Linked DNA regions of Hordeum vulgare: region 1 is linked to region 2. Evidence: chromatin contacts called from public Hi-C data. All regions are on one chromosome and are shown on one strand. Each heading gives the region's core, a stretch centred on a gene start, on an enhancer-like site or on the middle of the called end of the contact. The rest is flanking DNA. Distances are from core to core; before and after follow the strand shown.

Region 1 (4,271 bases), core at 301-2,800, 240 kb after region 2:
TCTTGATCGAACTAGTGGGAGTAACCTTTAGCAGGCAGGCATGTAACATTTTCTAGTAAAACATTTGGCTTTACCTGATTCTGTTAAGATGCTCTTAGCTGCAGATTCAAGATGGGCCACTAAAATTATGGCATATGGGTGTGCTTAAGATAAGCTGTCGCTGTCTCACACCTACAATCCTATATCCCAACGTTTTTCTATGGAAGGGGGATCAAAAGGAGGGATAGCACACCTCGCCGGAGATGGAGCGGCGGGGGCGGCCGCTCCATGGATGAAACCTTCGTGTGGGAAGTTCAAGGCGGGCCTCGTGAGAAGGGTGACAAACCACACAGAACAATATTTTCAGATGTACTCTCTCCGTCCGGAAATACTTGCCCTAGAGATGAATGTATCTAGACTTATTTTAGTTATAGATACATTCATTATATTCATTTTTAGGACAAGTATTTCCGGACGGAGGGAGTATATAAGAGAACAACAGGATTTTCGGCCACATCAGACTACAACACCCTAGGTTCATGTGAGCCAAGGGAGACAAAGGGTGTATGGATGGTGTCACTTCGAAGTGTGGAAACCAGGTACTCTAAACAAGATGATATCAACAGAGATACATACATCTCAACTTGGATACATCATCAATTCAGCATGAGAAACACAAGCATAATAACTATGGATGTTGTCGATATGAAGTGCTTTGTATGCAGATTGTTATACTAGAAGCACCATGACATTTAGAGTAATGAAATAAGTATCAGGTTTTGCAGACTAGGCACTATAGTGGCTTTAGAAGAATGACGATGCGATGAAATCACCTTCCTGTGAACCTTCCTGCGACGAAAACATCTGGGTCCTTCTTTCCGTCGCCGCTGCCCAAAGTCGAAGTCACCCGCGGCGGCCGCGGGGAAGCGAGACAGGGAGCCGCTAGCAGCAGAGACCGGATGAGGAGGGTAAGAGAAGGGATGGGTGAGGCAGCAACGACAGGGAATTTCAAAAAGTTTGAAAAAAAATTCCCAAATTTTCTACGGTTGAACGGCGCCCCAGCAGGCTGCCCCGAGGTGCCCCGGGAGTCGCGCGCCCCATGAGAGGAGATGACGATGGATCATACCTTATCCATAGCTGGGGGTGGCACGCATCCGGCGCCAACGTACTCAAGGAAGGAGTTGAACAGTGTAGGCGTACAAGGTCGGACTGCACGCGACAACGACCGTTTGCTGGTTTACCAGCGGCCATGGTGGAATCACAGCAGCGACATGTTGTCGTGCGAGGGCGCCATCTAGGCAGCATGTGGCAGCAATGACTTGCAGGTGACTGCGGGGAAGGTCGGTCTCGGCGACGGAGGTCCGCAGGTGGCGGAGCGGGGAGGTCGATCGCGGCGGCGGAGGTGCGGAGGTGGCGGGGTGGGAGGTCGGTCAAGGTGGCGATGGTGGCACACGCTGGCGCGGGGAGATCGGTCGCGGTGGCGGTGGTGCGCACGCGGCGGTGCGACAAGGTGGGTCGTGGCAGCGGTGGTTACGCAGAAACCTCGGGGAGTGGGGAGATAAGGTTGGGGTGCTTTTAGGTGTGGATGTTTTTGTTTTCGTTTTCAAAGTTCAGGAGCATCCCGCATCTCTATTATTAGAGTTGACACTGATTTTGTGACTCAAATATGATGAGTACAATTTTACCTTATACTCCTTCCGTTCCTAAATATAAGTTTTTTTTAAAGATTTCACTAGTGAACTACATACGAATGTATATATACATACTTTAGAATATAGGTTCATTCATTATGCTCCGTATGTAGACTATTAGTGAAATCTCTTAAAAGACTTATATTTAGGAACAGAGGGAGTATATGTTTGTTGATACAACAATGCTCTTTACCAAATTCTAATTTAGGCAAGCGTAGCTTAGCTTGGGGCCATCCTTATGCAGTTATTGCCATCTTCATGCCCCATAAGTTGCTTCTACTCCCTCCGTTCCTAAATATAAGACATTTTAGAGATTGCACTATGAACTATATACGGATGTACATAGACATATTTTAGAGTATAAATTCACTCATTTTACTCCGTATATAGTCTTCTAATTGAATCTCTAAAAGGTCTTATATTTTGGAACGGATGGAGTATCATGCATCGAAGACAAAGACGCCACCGACAACCCCATAAGTTACTTCTATCATGCATGGAAGACAAAGACGCCATCGACAGTAGCGACGCGCATAGTGAGGTCATTGCGTGGCAGGATTTTGCTTTGAGTTGCTTGGAGACATCCAGTGTCGGTGTTTTCCGGCTTCATTGCCCTGTTTTTTTAAGAAAATCTAAACATATGTAGTTGATTTACATTATTTGATCACCCTGCAATATTTTTTGTCATGGTTATTACGAGCTTGAATATAGACTAAGCAGCATATCTATTTAATATATACAATAAATTTTTCTGCATTAGTTTGTACCTGCATTTGCACAGGTGCATGTGATTATTCCGGTCAGATTGTCCATGTGTTCTGTTTGCCACTAAAGTTAGATGCCTTTCCTCATTTTTAGATTATGATTCGAAGTCTTGTTTGAATAGTCCTATTTGTATTTCATGGATTGTATATGTATATGATGTTAAAAGCAGATGTAACCTCATTTATTTTTATATTAATATTAAATGCCTCTTGGCAAACACCTAGCATTTGGTTTCTTGAATGCATTTATTGGTTTTTGAAAGGAATGTTAAGATTCTTATGTTCAATTATAATTTATCTCCGAAAGATCATTCTAGAATAGTTTTATATAGGTTTCCATTTATGCAAATTTATTATAAATTATACTAGGACATGGATTTTAAATTTGAGGTCCTTTGAGCATACTTACATTTATATTTGATGACGAACACGTGCTTTGCACGTGCATTGTTACTAGTTATTAGAAGTACGAGAGAGTGTGTCATAAACCATTGTTAACGAAATTGTTCCTTTCGTTAACGAAACCCTCCGTTAATCCCACTCTCCATGCTCGAACCGCTACCACGCCCCCACTCTCGCGAACTCCCGCCTCGCGTAGCCGCCGGTGTCGCCTGCGCCTGCACCGTCGCCGCCTGCGCCCGCCTCGGCCCCCCGCGTCGGTGCCGTCCGCTCGCCCTTATCCCCATCCCCGTCGGTGCCGCGTGAGTCCCCCCCACCCCACTCATCCCCGTCCGCTTCCTGCGGCCTCGGCCTTCGCTGCCCCGCCGGTCCACTCGGCCGGCGCCACGCTCTACCCCACCTACGCGTCGTCCTCCATCCGCGCAGTTGCCGTCGACTACTGCCCTCGGAGGCGGCGTCTACTCCCTGGGCATCTCCTACTGGAGCTCCTCACTAGCAAGGCCCCGACGCCGCGTCCCTGCTCGAGGGCGACGGCGGCATGTCCAACATCTGCAGGAGGGCGGCGGAGGAGAGAAAAGGGAGGAGAGGAAGGAGATGGGAGGCCGTAGGGAGAGGTGAGGTGTGGTGTGATCTTGCTGTTGCTGCTCGCCGGCCATCGGCTAGGTTTGCTTCAGGTGCACGGAGGTGTCAGTGGCAACTTGGGTCGCCCAATTGACACCTGAATCATCAGGTGAAACAGAGCATGTCTGAACGTGGTCTACTCTTTTTTTCTTCATTTGCTAAAAGCTGATACCCAATCTTCTCTCATCTTATTTTTGATCGAACTGCACTAGCACTGCACTATGTCATTAGGCAATCCTACTCCAAACTGTATGTTCTCTGATGGATTGACAGCTAACGATAGAGGATTCACAAACTTTGCATGTGGTTACTTATCTGAACACTCTTTGCATGTGGGTTTTGGGTGCACGGAGGTGTCACGGATCGAGGATTTGAGGGAGCTCTCCTCTCTCGCGACTAGAGGCGTTCGGGGGTCAAGCGAAAGAGGACGACCTGGTCAAGCTCGGGAGCAGATGCACTAGAGGACTCCATGGTTTTTCCCTGGAGGTTGGCACATTCAACTGCTGCCCAATGTCTGGATGACCAAGGTGAGTATGCCAAGTTTGTCATGTACAAGACACTCTCGAAAACTATGCAACATGTGCTACGGGTTTTTTAGTATGTGTAGTGTTAGGGCATATTTTATGCCTAAGTAATTTTGGTGATTGACGACAGTACCGCAAAGGACTAATCGTGTGTGTTAAGATTCCAGATAACACATGTCAACGGCACAAGACGACTCGCCCCCTCTTTCCATGGAACAGAAGCACGGTGTACTCTACGATTCTCCTTCTTTGAGTCATAGGAACGTCGTACTATTAAGAGGGGACCCGTAGTG
Region 2 (4,382 bases), core at 883-3,382:
GCTGCATTTGTTGGGCCTCGTGAAAAAGTTCATGCTAGCGTTTCGAGAGAGGAGATAAGTTGGCATCCAAGGTAACGAGAACATGTTCAAAGGTTGCTTCTAGCATTGGACTGGTCCTTGTAGGTGAAATTCACTCCCAGAAAAATACAGTATGAACTGAAATGACCCGCCATCCCCAACTACAACATCCACTTTAGCGACAAATCAACAAATGGCAACTCCCCATTAGCAGCGCTGGCTACATATACGACAAAACATTAATTCTAACCTCGAATTGCTCGAGGACCGACATGCATTCCTAGCAGCACTAGCTACATATGCGACAAAATATTAATTCTAACCTCGAATTGCTCGAACGAGAGACATGCATCCCCAACTACAACATCCACTTTAGCAACAAATCAACGAATGGCGACTCCCCATTGGCAGCACTAGCTACATATCCGACAAAATATTAATTCCAACCTCAAATTGCTCAAACCAGTATTATGCATCCCCAACTACAACATCCACTTTATCAAGAAATCAACGAATGACAACTCCTCATTGGCAGCACTAGCTACATATACGACAAGATATTAATTATAACCTCAAATTGCTCGAAACAGCAATATGCATCCGCAACTACAACATCCACTTTAGCAACAAATCAACGAATAGCGACCCCCGATTGGCAACGCTGGCTACATATACGACAAAATATTAATTGCAACCTCGAATTGCTCGAACAAAAGATGTGCATCCCCAACAACACCCATTTTAGCAACAGATCAACGAATGGCGACTCCCATTGGCAGCGCTAACTACATATACGACAGAAACATTAATTCTAACCTCGAATTGCTCGAATGAGCGATATACATTCCTAGCAAGCTTCCTCTTGACGGTGCCGAAGTCCATCGGGTGCTCAATCACATCATTGTAGTCAGGCAACTGCGCCAATCAAAACAACCATGGCATCATCAACACTCAATACCAGCCGTATGTCAGATTAGCATCTACAACAAGCATGACGCAGGAACAAACACCCTCACCTCCTCCAGATCCACCGGCTCAGCAAACACACCGTACGTATCCTTCCTGAAGAATCATCAAACAGCAGCATAAGAAATCGAGCTCTTCAAATCATGAAAAGAAAAACACTTGGCATAACCGTGCAAAAGATGTAAAGCACGCACTTCTGCAGCTTGTCAAGAATCATATCCAGCGCCTGCCGGTCCGGCAACGGCGTTGTCCTTGCCATCCCTAAATCCATCGGCAAAAACCAAAAGAAAAAAGAAGAAACAATTTCATTTCTTCGGGAAAAGGCGCTCAAATATCGTAATCCCGTCACTGAAAATGAAGAGATCAGCAAAAACACAGAGAAATCGAACCTGGCACCGGAAGCCGCTTCGTCCGCGGCGCGCTGGCAGCGTCGCTCCTCCCAGCAACCTAAAATAAGAGCAGATCTCGTGTTACAGCCAGCTGCGGAGTGAAGTAAAGACGAGGCCGAAGACGAATCGGGCAGCATGTTTCACCTCGCGACTGCGAGATCTGTCGTCGCGCGACTCGATCCGGCGCTTCTTGGGCGGCTTGACCTGCTCCTCGCCTCCGCCAGCCGGCCGCTCCTCCCCCTCGGATGAGTCCGAGTAAGGAGGGGGAGGTGGGGCCCGTCGGTGGTGCTGGTCCGGAGGAAGCTGGGAGAGCTTGACGACGAGCTTAAGCTTGCGCCGGCGGCGGTCGGAGGCGGAGGAGCCAGCCACGCCGCCTCCGTCGGAGTCGGAGCTGGAGGGCTCGTGCGACGGCGCCCTCCGGTGCTGGGGGCGTGGCGGAGACGATGAGGGCGACGAGGGGAAAGGGAAGAAGTCGTCGACGAGCGGGCGAGAGGACGCGGCGGCGGCGCGGCGCGGGCGGAGCGACCGGCGCGGCGGCGGCGACGGCGAGCGGCAGCGCGACGAGAGGACGTGGTTCCCGCCTCCTCCCCTCCGGCGCGCGGGGTAGCTCCTCTCCGGCTCCGGCGACGGCGACCTCGGCATGGCTGCTGCTGCTGCTGCCGTCCTCTTCTTGGCCTCCTTGGGGTTTGGTTCTGGTTTGGCTACGCTTTTTTTCTACGGCTGCTTTTGTTTGTTTAATTCTATCGCTTGCGTCTGTCTGTGTCCTTCTCTCTCCTCTCTCTCTCTCTCTCTTCTCTCTCTTCCCCACGCACACACACTCACACGCAGTCTCTCTCTCTACCTATCCCTATCTTCTCTCTCTCCTCTAGCGACTTGCACCAACCACTACGGCCATTAGTCTAACTTTTGCCTCCGACGAGAAGAGAGAGAGAGAGGACGGATGGGTGTGTGGGCTTGGTCCATGCAAAGCCGGAATTATTGCCCATTGAATTGGTGGGGCTGACCGACTGCACGCACTGTTGACACACTGCACCAAATTTAAACACTATGCATCGGGAAAAAAAAACACTTGGATATGGGCATTATCCTAAAGTGGTAACTATTTTATGAAGCATTGTTGGTCTTGTTATTTTTCTGAAACTTAAAGTTTAGGGCATAACTTGACCTAAGAAGTTAGCACAAGGAAATTTAAAATTACTACTCCTCTTTGGAGTACATGGTGCACTAGTATATTTCGCATGCATGGACATGTATTGAAGCGGTTATTTGCTTGATACTTCACTGATTCATAATTGTTGCATTAGATCGAGGATTTAAATTGCTAAGCGAAGCTATGGCACTTTGTAACACTATATCCTAGCTATGACGCTATAGTGTCACATAATTGAACATATTTTGCATAGCTCGCTATCAACTATAGCTAAAGCTATTACCTTGTGAATGTACAAGAGACAAAATAGCCTGTGATCGTTTGTGCACGTAAATTTAATACATAGCGACCATGTATATAACTATATAACATGAAGAAAATAAACCCTAATAATAATGTACTCCTCTCTAAAGTAATATAACACATATTAGATCATTGTCTTATATTAGTTCATAGAGGGAGCAATGTCCATTTTTTTTTATCAGTTATCTTGGAGCTTCGGCATTGCTCGCGCGTGCTTGAAAGCGACTCCCACAAACACTCACGATAGCGCAATTAGGAAAGAAATAATAAATCATGTATCCATAGGCTAATTAGCTGAATGATGGATTCTCTTTGGTCTTTACTAGTAGGCTTGTCTTTTTCATACTCCCTCCGTCTCAAAATAAATATCGTGAGCTTTGTACAATTTTGTACTAAATCTAGTACAAAGTTGAGACAGTTATTTTTAGGACAGAGGGAGTATTACTTATTACTCCCTCCGTCTTAAAATAAGTGTCTCAATACTCCCTCCGTCTTAAAATAAGTGTCTCAACTTTGTACTAGCTCTAGTACAAATTTGTACTAAGCTTGAGACAGTTATTTTGGGACGGAGGGGTACTTTAAAACACTATTCTCACGGATAGCTAACGCAGCTATAGTTCGGATCGTATGGTCATGCGCAAAAAAATGCAATTTAAGACCTTGCATCACTAGCGAATCTAGTATGGAACTGAAGGGTGGCTTAAAACATCAAGTTTCCAATTCTAATTAGCAAATGCATTGTAATTAACATGTTAAACACATTGGTATAATTGTTAAGTGGTATATTTAGGTGAAATAAAAATACTAAAGGATAGGTTTCAGCCTGTTGAAGCTCGCCACTGCTTGCATGGCGTTGCTAATTGCTAAATTGCACCCCTCTCTCATCTTTTCTTTAATAGACCAGACGTCAACATTGTTCTCACCATTTGTGTCTTCTACATACCAAATGTTGTTTATATTAGAAATTTAACCATTTTAAGCACAAAAAAAATCCACTCATGCACATAACGTACATTGTGCTAACACTTTGTAACTAAAATTCAACATCGTGTGTCCTCTCTACGACCAAAGTTGTGAGAACTAAGTTCCAACAGCTCATGTATTGGCTTTCCCTCTCGCTCCCGTGCGGCACTACGAGCTGCATTGGAGCGCCCCAGATCCCGCCAGCGAGGACCTTCCCTCCTCCTCCTCCCCCATCATCGCCGCGAGAGGGCATCGTCGGGCAAAGCCCGATGGTGTCGGCGACGATGGGGCCGTTTGGAGACGCAACAACGACGGATCTGGTGGTCTCAAGCACCAGCGAGGAGATGAGCTCCACGGGTTGCGTTTAGCGGCGGTGGGGATGTTTGGCGCGTGCATCGACGGCAAATCTGGTGGCCTCTCCACAGGTTGCACGCAACATCGACGGGGCTGTTTGGCGGCACAACGACGACGTATCTGGTGGCCTCAAGCACCGGCGAGGGAATAAGCTCCATGGGTGCGCGCAGCAACGATTGTGGGGCTCGGGTGGAGTCAGGTTGCGGCCTTGGCTCACTAAGGAACAAGGCGGCGCGGAG

Evidence for each region. Hi-C and Micro-C count contacts between places; a contact is called where the count stands out from the background.
Region 1: a contact with region 2 is called in a Hi-C map of leaf, with 2.6 times the contacts expected there. The contact joins the promoter of LOC123425920 here to the promoter of LOC123425917 in region 2. A contact is called at or near these places in 3 of 6 Hi-C or Micro-C datasets (leaf and seedling).

The regions. Positions count from the first base shown.
Region 1 is chr2H:220,256,421-220,260,691 of MorexV3_pseudomolecules_assembly, forward strand. LOC123425920 reads right to left here and starts at 1,551. Exons shown (of 3, transcript XM_045109683.1): 1 at 1,106-1,551; 2 at 817-921. The coding sequence starts at 1,284.
Region 2 is chr2H:220,015,316-220,019,697 of MorexV3_pseudomolecules_assembly, forward strand. LOC123425917 reads right to left here and starts at 2,133. Exons shown (of 9, transcript XM_045109680.1): 1 at 1,518-2,133; 2 at 1,374-1,431; 3 at 1,179-1,245; 4 at 1,035-1,080; 5 at 835-933. The coding sequence starts at 2,015.